Linked DNA regions of Zea mays: region 2 is linked to region 1. The links are chromatin contacts, called in public Hi-C maps. All regions are on one chromosome and are shown on one strand. Each heading gives the region's core, a stretch centred on a gene start, on an enhancer-like site or on the middle of the called end of the contact. The rest is flanking DNA. Distances are from core to core; before and after follow the strand shown.

Region 1 (5,179 bases), core at 1,402-3,901:
GACTGGGAGCATGATTCTGTGTCGTATGCTGGTGGTGGTGGATGGATCACCATGTGTTAATGAGGAAAGGGACTGTGCTGTCGTCCTGTCGAACACCTTGGAACCGTGCTGATTAATGTCTCTTCCCTAGTAGTCCCTACAATTATGGATTGAAGCTTGTACTGTAGGAGGAAAGGCTACCTTCTTTGTTTAGGTAGACCCGCTAAATTATTAGTGGACGATGATACAGAGGGTGTTTGAATATACTAGACCTAATAGTTAGCTGCTAAAATTAGCTAAAAATATTCAAACAGTTTAGCTAATAATTTAGCTATTAGCTACTTTTAGCAAATTAGCTAATAGTTAGCTAGCTAATTTCACTAACAATTTTTTAGTCAACTACCTATTAGCTCTAGTGCATTCAAACAACTCAGTCCACAGTTATTGCATGTTCTATGATACCCCATTTGGATATAGATATTGGAGCACATAATTAGAAATTGGAATCAACTTTTCGGAATTCTATTGTTTGGTTGCACATGGAATTGAGATTTAGAATTAGAGACACAATTCCATGGAATTAGACTATAACTAGAAACTCTCTCTCTCTCTCCCAATATAAAGCATCACACCTTTGTATTGCGTGGAATTAGATCACACAATTCCAAACTCCATTTCAGTGACATCAAAATAATAGAATTAGAATTACATCTCATTTCAATACCATAACTGATTTGATATTGAACTCAATTCAATTACATGCCCTCCAATATCGACATCCAAACAGAGCATAAGGATTAATAATCTTATAGTACTAGTACTGGTGGAAATTGACAAACGAAATCTAGGCACGATGGCGATAACGATTTTGACTTTGGCTCTAGATATTGGCCCTATTCACTTCGGATTAAAGCCAACTGTTCAGACTGCTGCAACTTCAATCCAAAGAGACAAAACACTATAGAATCAATAAAAGCCGGTACAGATTAAAGCCAAGCGAATAGTATTGCTACTGAATAATAATCAAGCTACCGTAAAATTCTTCACATTATTTTCGTCTGCCCCGTTATATTGGTCATTAGTACGATCTAAACCTGTGATTCTAACTACTATAATGGGTGAAACTTAGATGTATACCTTCATAATAGGAGCGTCATTGTGGAAAGACGAACTCTGATGGTCGGTAATTCGATAGTGGCGGGGATAGCAAGAGAGGGGTAAATAGACGAAGTCTAAAACTTATAAACATGAACACAAAACTTCACCTGGGTTAGCATTAGAACGAGTATAGAATGAATCAGAGTGCGGAAGAGTTGCTCAATCAATGCGAATAACTTTGGAAGCCAACACAAAACGATCGCAAGCAATAGAATTAGAGAGAGGGGAGAGACAGAATCAAATCACAAAGCAAAATTAACACAAAGACATGGGCGATTTTTTTCCCGAGGTTTGATTCCAAAGAACTTACTCCCTGTTTAGTAGTCCACGTAGGACGAGTTTCTTTCAACCCTTTCTCTCTATCAAACGGTCACTTAGACCGGATGAGTTATTCTTAATCTCGAGAGCCACTTAGACGCCGCAAGGATCACCACACACTTAGGTGTCTTTTGCTAGCTTTACAAGCGATTGAGAATTAGAAGTGAGAGAAAGAAAGCACGATCAAGAAAACCAAACACAAAGAGCAACGAGAAAAACACAAGGTCACACTCTCTCTAGAGTCTCTCTAGCTGATCACTAGAGAATGCAAACCACAATTATGCACTTGGAGGAGTATTGAAGATTTGAGTGTGGCCTGAAGTGAAGTCTTACTCTTTGCAATGAATGTGGGAGTTGGAATGCTTGGGGTGCCATTGAAGATGGTGATTGGGGTCAGGGGCGGGCCTCATTCAATTTAATGGTATCCAATTGAATACTCATTATTTTGACAAAAAACAATATATACATGTGTATATAGTATATGTACATAGAAAATAAGAAATGAACCAAATAAGTGGAGGAATTTATGTTAACTTGGACCAAAATATCTCCTTGGTACTTCTCATACCCACCCAGCCCAATAAATTGTCGTGTGATCGTGTCCTATGACATCCAATTGAGTAATAGAGCCCACCTTTGTATCTCACGACAAAAGATTTCCAAACCCTATTACCGTACCAGGGAAGAGCTGCCCGGTCGTGGTGGGCATTAGCGACAGTGCGGGGCATTAGCGATTGGGAAAAGCCAGATAGGACAAGTATCCGGCCAACAACTGAGCAACAACAAGTGCATTTCGATTTAAATTTTTTGAAATAGTTGTATGGAATTTGTGTTTAGTAGGTTAATTATTGAATTGGTTCTAACTATATCGTGTTTGCGTAATTATAGATTTTATATAATTAACTATATATATATGCTAATAGACAAGCTTTAGGCCTAGAAAAAAATTCATCCTATTTTTTTCAAATACCCGCCTTCTAAATCATGGATGTGTCACTGATTTGGATGGTATTTATAACTCTCACCCACCACCTAATCATTGACAACTTTCTACCACACGTGGACCGTCCGCTTACCCCAAATAACCTAGTCCAAACTTTCGGGTTTAACCACCATCCCAACCCATCACATCCCAAGGATGTAAAAAAAACCTTTTAAAAGCTCCCACCAATCCACCACCACAACATCGTGCGCTGCTGCACGCGAAGCACAGCTCGCCTTGCCTCTGTTCAGCTCACGGCGGAAGACGAGGGCGACAGCACACGAGAGGGAGGCAGGAGCGGAAGCGCGCAAGGAGGTCAGTGAAGCACGCGCCCACGGCCCACATCCAGAGCAGCACAGCACCGCGCGATGGCGTGCATCAACATGTACAACCCTGACGGCGCGCCCGGGTTCGGCGGCGGGCCGCAGCCGCCGGCCGCGCTGGGCCCGCGCGTCTCCTTCTCCAGCGACTTCGCCGTGGAGCCGCCGCCGGTGCAGAACCGAGCGATGAGCCTGCGGTGCCAGGAGGAGGACGTCAACTTCGAGTTCTCCGTGGGCAGCCACCCCATGATGGCGGCCGACCAGCTCTTCTCCAAGGGCAGGATCCTTCCCCTCAGGGACAACGGCGGCTGCTTCGCCGCCGCGCGGCCAACCACCACGCTGCGCGACGAGCTCTGTGGCGGCGGCGGCGGCGGCGGCGGCGCCAGCGACGACGACGAGAGGGCCTCCGCCGCCGGAAGCAAGGGGTCCGGCCGGTGGAAGGAGATGCTCGGCCTGCGGAAGGCGCTCTGCGTCGGCGTCGGCGGCGGCGGCGGCAACGGCGCTCCCGCCAAGAAGGTTGGTAGCGGCAAGAAGGGCGTCGCCGACGACATGGCAGCGTCCAATCAGGTCGGCATGCATCATGCGTCTGCATCTGCATGCGTCCACATGGTGGAAGCTAATCCGGTCGACACCTTGTCTCATCAAGCATCTGTTTGCTTCACACAGCAGGAGCTATGACCGTGCCGATGGGAGAGACGAGACAGGCATGGGGAGTGGGTGCACAGCGCCACACACTTCACATGCATGAAGCTTACTTTTGCTCGGCTCCTCCTTCCTGATGCTGTTGTTCGATGAACCTCTTGAATAGTGCTTGCCATCATCGACCCATGGGCTAGCTAGCTAGGTTTTGTAGATTGTTGTCAGCGAGTCTGCTTATTGTGTGCTAGGTGGCCTGGCCGCTGAAAAGAGCCACCCAAAAAAATGTGTGTAATTTTCTTGTATATATATTCTAAGTGCTATGATATTCTCTCTATCCAGCAAGATGTCCACTCACTAGCAGATCCATGCCCAGTGTTTGCTTCTTTTCTTTTATTTCTTTATGGTGCGATGAATGATCAGATTTGCCTGCAGGTGGCAATGCCAGATCTATGAGGTGAGGAGGCTCTAGTTTACCAGTGATGGAGCCTCCCTGTCCGTGGGGTGGGGATCAACAGTGCTCTTGTTTGTCTCGTTGCTCCGCTGGATGAGTATATAAAGAGAGAGAGACAAGAGCATCAGAGCGAGCATGTGTGAGGCGACAGCGAGAGCCAGTGGAGGTGGAAGAAAGGCTCCCCCAGTCCCCGCCCCTGGCCTGCCATAACCATCATTGTTTCTTCTGTTTTGTTTGTGTTCATGACAAAACGATCGATATCTGTCTTCTTTTTCATTTGAAAAAACTAGTGGACGGGCGATGGATCGATGAATCCATCTATGCAACGTGCTCCCGACATGTACTGTCCAATCTGCAGTGTGTCATGCATGCATGGATGCACTGTTGCCTGCCTATGCTCGCAATGCGTTCAGATCCATCGAACCGCGCGCGCAAATTAATGGCATGTAATCTGTCTAGATTATAATCCTTAAGACATGTTTGTTTTCTTAGAGAATTATATAATTTAGCTTATAGATTATATAAGTACCTAATAATATAGTTATGAATTATCGTAATCTAGATATCTAGATTATATAATTCATCTAATAATTTGTGTTGTTTGTTTATTTCTTAACTTATTAACTTATTTAAGCTGTATAATTTCGAGGTAACCAACCAGAGCCTAAGTAATAACTAATTTGGAAGCGGGGGGCTTAACACAGGAAGAGTTTTCCACCTATAAAGAACCACATACAGAAATTCCACGGAAATTAGAGTTTCTAAACAAACCCTGAGGAAACCTGCGGCTAGGGCTGACAGCGGGCTTTAAGGATCGGATCGAATTAGTATCGAACTATATTTTTATTATTGTTTAACTAAAAATAATTTAAGGTGTTAACATAGCATTTGGATCACGCCTGCGGCCACTCCTATCTTTAGTGAAAAAAAAAATAGAAGCAGAGGAAGCTAGAAGAAAAATAGAGGATCGATAACTTGGCAGTGCTAGCTACTATTGTATTGGCGCAAGTGGTGATGTTTAACTTTCTCATCTTTACAGGCAAACAAGGACTGTCAAGAGACGTTGATGTCTCCGTCTAATTTAGCGGATTTCATGGACGCCTGTCGCCATTACCGGCCGTCGCGTTGTACGGGGCGGCTAGGCATTGTGGATAGATTTCAGGATAAGCATGCACCATAAGGTCTATGAAATGGGTATACAAATGTTTACTCCACGAGCTAGACTACTTTGCGTACAGCTGTAGCATTAATTATATGGGATTTAGGTTCACAGGACTGATAGTAGCAGCTCTAGATATATACCTGATCAGTGTGTAGTGGAGTCCTTGCTAA
Region 2 (5,179 bases), core at 1,467-3,966, 130 kb before region 1:
TGGCAAGATAAGAATCATAGTACCTTGTAATCAAGCCCCACACAGCATTGGTAGGGTGGAACAAGTAACGTCCCAAGTGATGGAAGACAACATCTTTCTGCGGAAACAGCCTCGTGAGCTCCTCTTGGTATGATGAGATCAGAAAAAGCGAAGGTACAAAGTAATTATCGGATCTTAAGATCAGCCATGGGATCTTCTGGAGATGTTGCTGACTATGTTCACAGAAAAAAAGCTTATCATGATCATCATAGTCATGAGCCAGGTGAAGATATAGAAAGGCAGGTTTAGGACCCTTAAAAGAACCATCAGAATGAATAGCTTCAGTTTTCGCCATGTTTCCGTAACTCTCAGGGGAGCCAATACTGAAGTTCTTAAATTTAGTAATAGGGAAATCCGGCGGTAATACCCATGAAGTTTCAGGGAATGGTTCACAGAAAAGATCTGCAGTGCCTTTATCTCCATCTACAAGTAGAACTCTGTTTGTAAGGATGGCATAGAGAAATGCTGAGGCAATAGTCAAGATCCTGTTACCAAGACCACTATAAGATACCCACACCAAATAGTTGCAATCTCCAACCATTATATCCTGACCAGAATTCAGTTGCTCAATAGCTTTCTTGTATGAGTCTGTATATGGGCCACATTTCTTCTGGAGAACCTCATGTTCTCTCAGTCTTTCCAAAAGGTAGGTTGATACTAAATGGGGCGACTCTTTACGATACAATGCTGATTGGTATCTACTTAGACATGACTGTTCATCAAAACCAGGAGCTAACAAGCCACCAATTAGTTTGTCCCTTTGAACTTTGGAAGACACCGTAGTTGCATGCTCTCCTGGAACACAGAAGGTGAATAGTTTTATATCAGAGTTCAGATGGAAATGGAATAATTTGACTTCATTCTGTGCAAGACAAATGGTACTTTTCGTTCTTCCATTATGTTACATTCATGACGTATACATATGTGAGGTCGTGGATATTCTCAGAAAAGAAATAGAAAGAAAAGTGAGGCAACAGTGAATTGTTAACTTCAATTATCAGTTCAAAAAAACAAAAACAAACTATGCTTCCATGAACAGCATAATGGCAAAATTTAAATGAAACCCTTTTCACAGCATAAATAGCAAAGCGTAACATAATATTTTATCACAGAGATGCTAAACAGTGTACCACCTACAAAAAAAAGTACCAGGTGATACTACCTCCATTCTTAAATATATGACGCCGTTGACTTTTTTGAAAACTTTGATTAATCGTCTTATTCAGAAAAAATGTGAATTATCATTTATTTTGTTATGATTTGTTTTATCACTTAAGGTTGTTTAAGCATGACTTGAAATTGTACATTTTTTAATAAACATTTTTGGATGTTTATTCAAAATATTTTGAATAAATATTTTCCAAGAGTTTGCTAGTTGATAAGGTAAATATCCAAGTTATTCAATGTTTGGCGTAATCAGGATAATGACCTCCAAAAAATCATTCTATAAAATTTGAAATGTATAAAGTTTCATAGTAAACTCTTGCAGAACGAAAAGAACTACATTTCACTTATGTTGATTTAATTTAGACCGAAGATAGGTCTAAGTCAAGATACACTCTTATTAATATGATGTGTCAGTCCTAAACCCATTCATGTGTAAAAATTAGAGGCAGTAGTCTAGTTTTTATAATACAATTATTATTTTTATGACGATTCTATTGTAAAAGGTTTTTTCGATAGAAGAAGAATACTAGGTATAATATACATAAAATATTCTATATAATGCTTGTGGGGAGATTCGTTCTAATGCTATATCTAGCAGACTACCTATTTCACTTTGTATTTCACTTCATATTTCAAATTTCAATCGGTAATATAAAACAGTTTTTTGCTTGTCCGTTTGCACGGTTTGCTGGAGTTGGCCTAAGAATACCTAGTGCAAATCAAATGTCCAAAACATCACTTGCAGCGAGTGGTGAGATCGTATTGCAACCGTCAGCCAAAGACCACTGCGTCTAAAAGTTCTACCGTGAGAAGTCACAAACATTTTCAGTGACAGTTACTATCCCTCCACAGAGATCGATATCCACTTCGCATCACTCACTAAAAGCTAAATTGTGACTGGCCTACCATGTAGGAAAAAAACAACACATGTAGTTGTACTTGCAGGGGAAACAAATGACCGGTAAGTTCTTCAAAGGATGTACTAACTCCTAGACAAGACGTCACATCGACACCCGCACAACGCACTCGGAGAATTTCAGAAATGCGATCAGATGGCGGTGCCAAACAATCAAAGTCCAAACGGAAACTGTCCAACCGAGGACCTCGCGCATGTAGTTTACGTACCATCGCGCGGCCCGGCCTGTTCAAAGCCGCCACGATCGTCGTTGCCGGAGAGAGTGGTAGGATCCGCGCCGGAGAATTGGGCACCCCTCCTCGCGGCGGAGACGCCCGCGAGCAACAACAGCGTGACCCCGCAGGCGACTGACAGGGGAAGCACCGCGACCCGGGCCTTCCTCCCGCGCGGGTGTCCGGGCGCGGACGCCGCCGCCTCCCCCACAGCCTGCGGCGACGACGGCGGCGAGCGGCGGATCCGCTCCTTGATGTCCATGTGGCGTGACGGCGGAGCCGAGCCGCAGGGTTCTTCAGTTCTCCCTGCCCTTCCGCAGGTGCCCGCGGTCGCGTTCGCGACGTGAGCGTCGTGCCACGCCACGATAGATTAGTTCGGTTCGGATACGGCCGACGGGCCCGCGCGACTGAAATAGAGGACGTTTACGAGGCCGAGCACGTGATGGGGGACGAGTGGCACAGGGGTTTTCGATGCGTTTCAGGTGAAAAAACGGTGGGGCTCCCTATAACTATAGTGGCGACGTGACGGCACGGTGGCGAGTGGGGGCGTCCTCGGCACGACGTTGTCGGTGGTACTGGAGCACCTCGGCGTGAGGACATCGGACGTGGGGGTTTCGCCTGTTGCGCAGTCTTGTCGTCGGTGCCGTGAGGACATTGGTGTCGTTTGGTTCACATATTGGTAACGCAATGGGTAACCGATAACGTTAAATCATCTTTGTTTAAGTCCAACCGTAATGGAACAACACTATAAATACATAACACCTTATTCAAATTTGTTACCGCCGGTATTCGAGTGTAAATCATTATCATTACCATTTACGTTACATTTCGTGAACCAAACGGCACCTTGGATCCGACGCGGGGTTCCTGGCTTCGCTGGGCGCGATCGTGCTAGTTAGAGCCGTAGAGCACTTTTGAGCTGTCTGCTGGCCAACCGGATGTTTGGATTCTCTAGATGAGTAAAAGCTTTACACTATTTTAGTTTACTTTGTCGTGACCTAAAGTTTTGCGAAGTAGTTTAGACTTGAGATAATACTTTAGACCTTTTAAATAAAGCTAAAGTGATCTAAATAGGATTAAATAGAGCTTTACTCTTCCGCTTTAGGGCGTATTTGACTGCGAATCGCGTGCTTCATGGCAGCTTTGGGGCGCATTGTCTATTTGGATCCGCTTTTTAGAGATAGACTTTTTTATCACTTTCCTATATTTTTTGTGCCTAAATTTTAAAATGGCTCTAGGCAATGTTATTGTACCATCGACTATTGTAAGTATATTATTGTTTTTACAAATCATTAATTTCTATTGTAGTATATCATTTTTGTGTAATAAGCACATCTCTACGGCCCTACGCAACTATGCAATGGCGGACATCTCTCACAACACAAGCACTGGCATTGTGATCTGCCGAAGCTTTTGTGTAGCCCCCAAATCCTTATGCAGCTGTATTGCCTACTGCCACGAGAAATAAAGCACAGCAGCATGGAACTCACCTCGGCAGCCATGCAGCAATGCATGTCAACGAATCGGCCAAATGAGCGATGATATATAGTAAACATGTTTCTCTTCCTTTTGACATCAGAGGATGAACAGATTAATGGATCTGTCTATCAACTATCTACACTTGGATCAAATACAGGAGGGAAAGAATACATTTTGTATGGTTCCTTTGTGTTTCGCAGATTAAGAATAAGAATAACAATAGTTCTGCCCTAGTTAGCAAGCAAGTCTGCCGTGAGTCCTGACCAGATTACAGCTACACTACAAATGAGTTTGATCTACAATCTTGAGCCCCCAGCTCACGTCCTCGCAGTGCCTCACGTAAGGCACTACCTTGCCCAAATCGGTGTCCTTCCTCGCCTTGCAGTCGTAGAAGGGAGCTTGATGGAAGCACGGCTCGATGGACATGGCGCGGACGCACGGTGGGTCTGGCGTCACGTGGTTCTCCGACTTAAGCATGATCCACGGCTTCAGGCCGGCGAGCCCCTGAGCAGCGTACCCGAACGTGGAAAAGCCACTGGTGATCAGCACGTCGGTCATGCTCAATAGGTAGATCTCAGCAAGCGCCTTCATGTTGTGCCCCTTGTTCCTCGACCTCTGGTACTCCTCGTGGCTCGGCTGGAACACTCTGACAGACACGCCATCAACAGCCGACTGCTCGTCGTACTTCTCCTGGATCTGCTCGCTGTACCAAGCGCTCAGAGAAGTCGTTAGAACAGCGATCGTCCGGTTGTTCCGAGTCCCACTCCCGGCTGCTGTTCGGTTATTCCGAGTCCCATCGGCTGCTCCCTCTGCCATACTGATTTCTGGAAGCAGCTTCTCGTTTTGAGCACACGAGAGGATCTGGTTCAGAATGTGTGGGAACGGGCCGTTTCTCTGCAAGATACCTTTGGTTTCATATATCCTGATCTGAATTCCCACCCTTTTTTCCGCTTTGGCCAGGTAGGACCTGAAGCATCTTGTAACCGAATACCAGACGCCATTTGTCGGATGGAAAAGATAGCGCGCCAAGTGATGGAAGACGGTGTCTTTCTCAGGAAACAGCCTGCCGAGCTCGTCCTGGAAAGCTGGAACGAGGAACAGGGACGGCACGAAGTACATGTCCGTCCTCATGACCAGCCACGGAACACCTCGCAGGAACTGCTGGTCGTCCTCGCAGAAGAAGAGTTTGTCGTGGAAACCATAGTTGCCGTCCAGGTGGAGGTACACATAGGGAGGGAGTCTGTTGCCAACCAAAGATCGGTCCGTACCACCACCGAAAGCCTTGTTCTGCAGCATGTTGCCGTAGCTCTCAGCGCTGCTCTGGCCGAACTCGTCGTCGTTCAGAGGGAAGTCCGAAGGAACCAGC

What was found. A called contact is a pair of places that touch in the nucleus more often than the background predicts.
Region 2: a contact with region 1 is called in a Hi-C map of leaf, with 3 times the contacts expected there. The contact joins the promoter of LOC103627780 here to the promoter of LOC100279607 in region 1. A contact is called at or near these places in 5 of 25 Hi-C or Micro-C datasets (leaf and seedling).

What each region holds. Positions count from the first base shown.
Region 1 is chr5:218,104,676-218,109,854 of Zm-B73-REFERENCE-NAM-5.0, reverse strand. LOC100279607 reads left to right here and starts at 2,651. Exons shown (of 2, transcript NM_001360859.1): 1 at 2,651-3,324; 2 at 3,427-3,731. The coding sequence starts at 2,806. The coding sequence ends at 3,435.
Region 2 is chr5:218,233,399-218,238,577 of Zm-B73-REFERENCE-NAM-5.0, reverse strand. LOC103627780 (galactoside 2-alpha-L-fucosyltransferase) reads right to left here and starts at 2,716. Exons shown (of 3, transcript XM_008648079.4): 1 at 2,332-2,716; 2 at 1-834. The coding sequence starts at 2,596. It overlaps LOC100274441, which reads right to left. Exons shown (of 2, transcript NM_001148800.1): 2 at 3,882-5,179. The coding sequence ends at 4,093.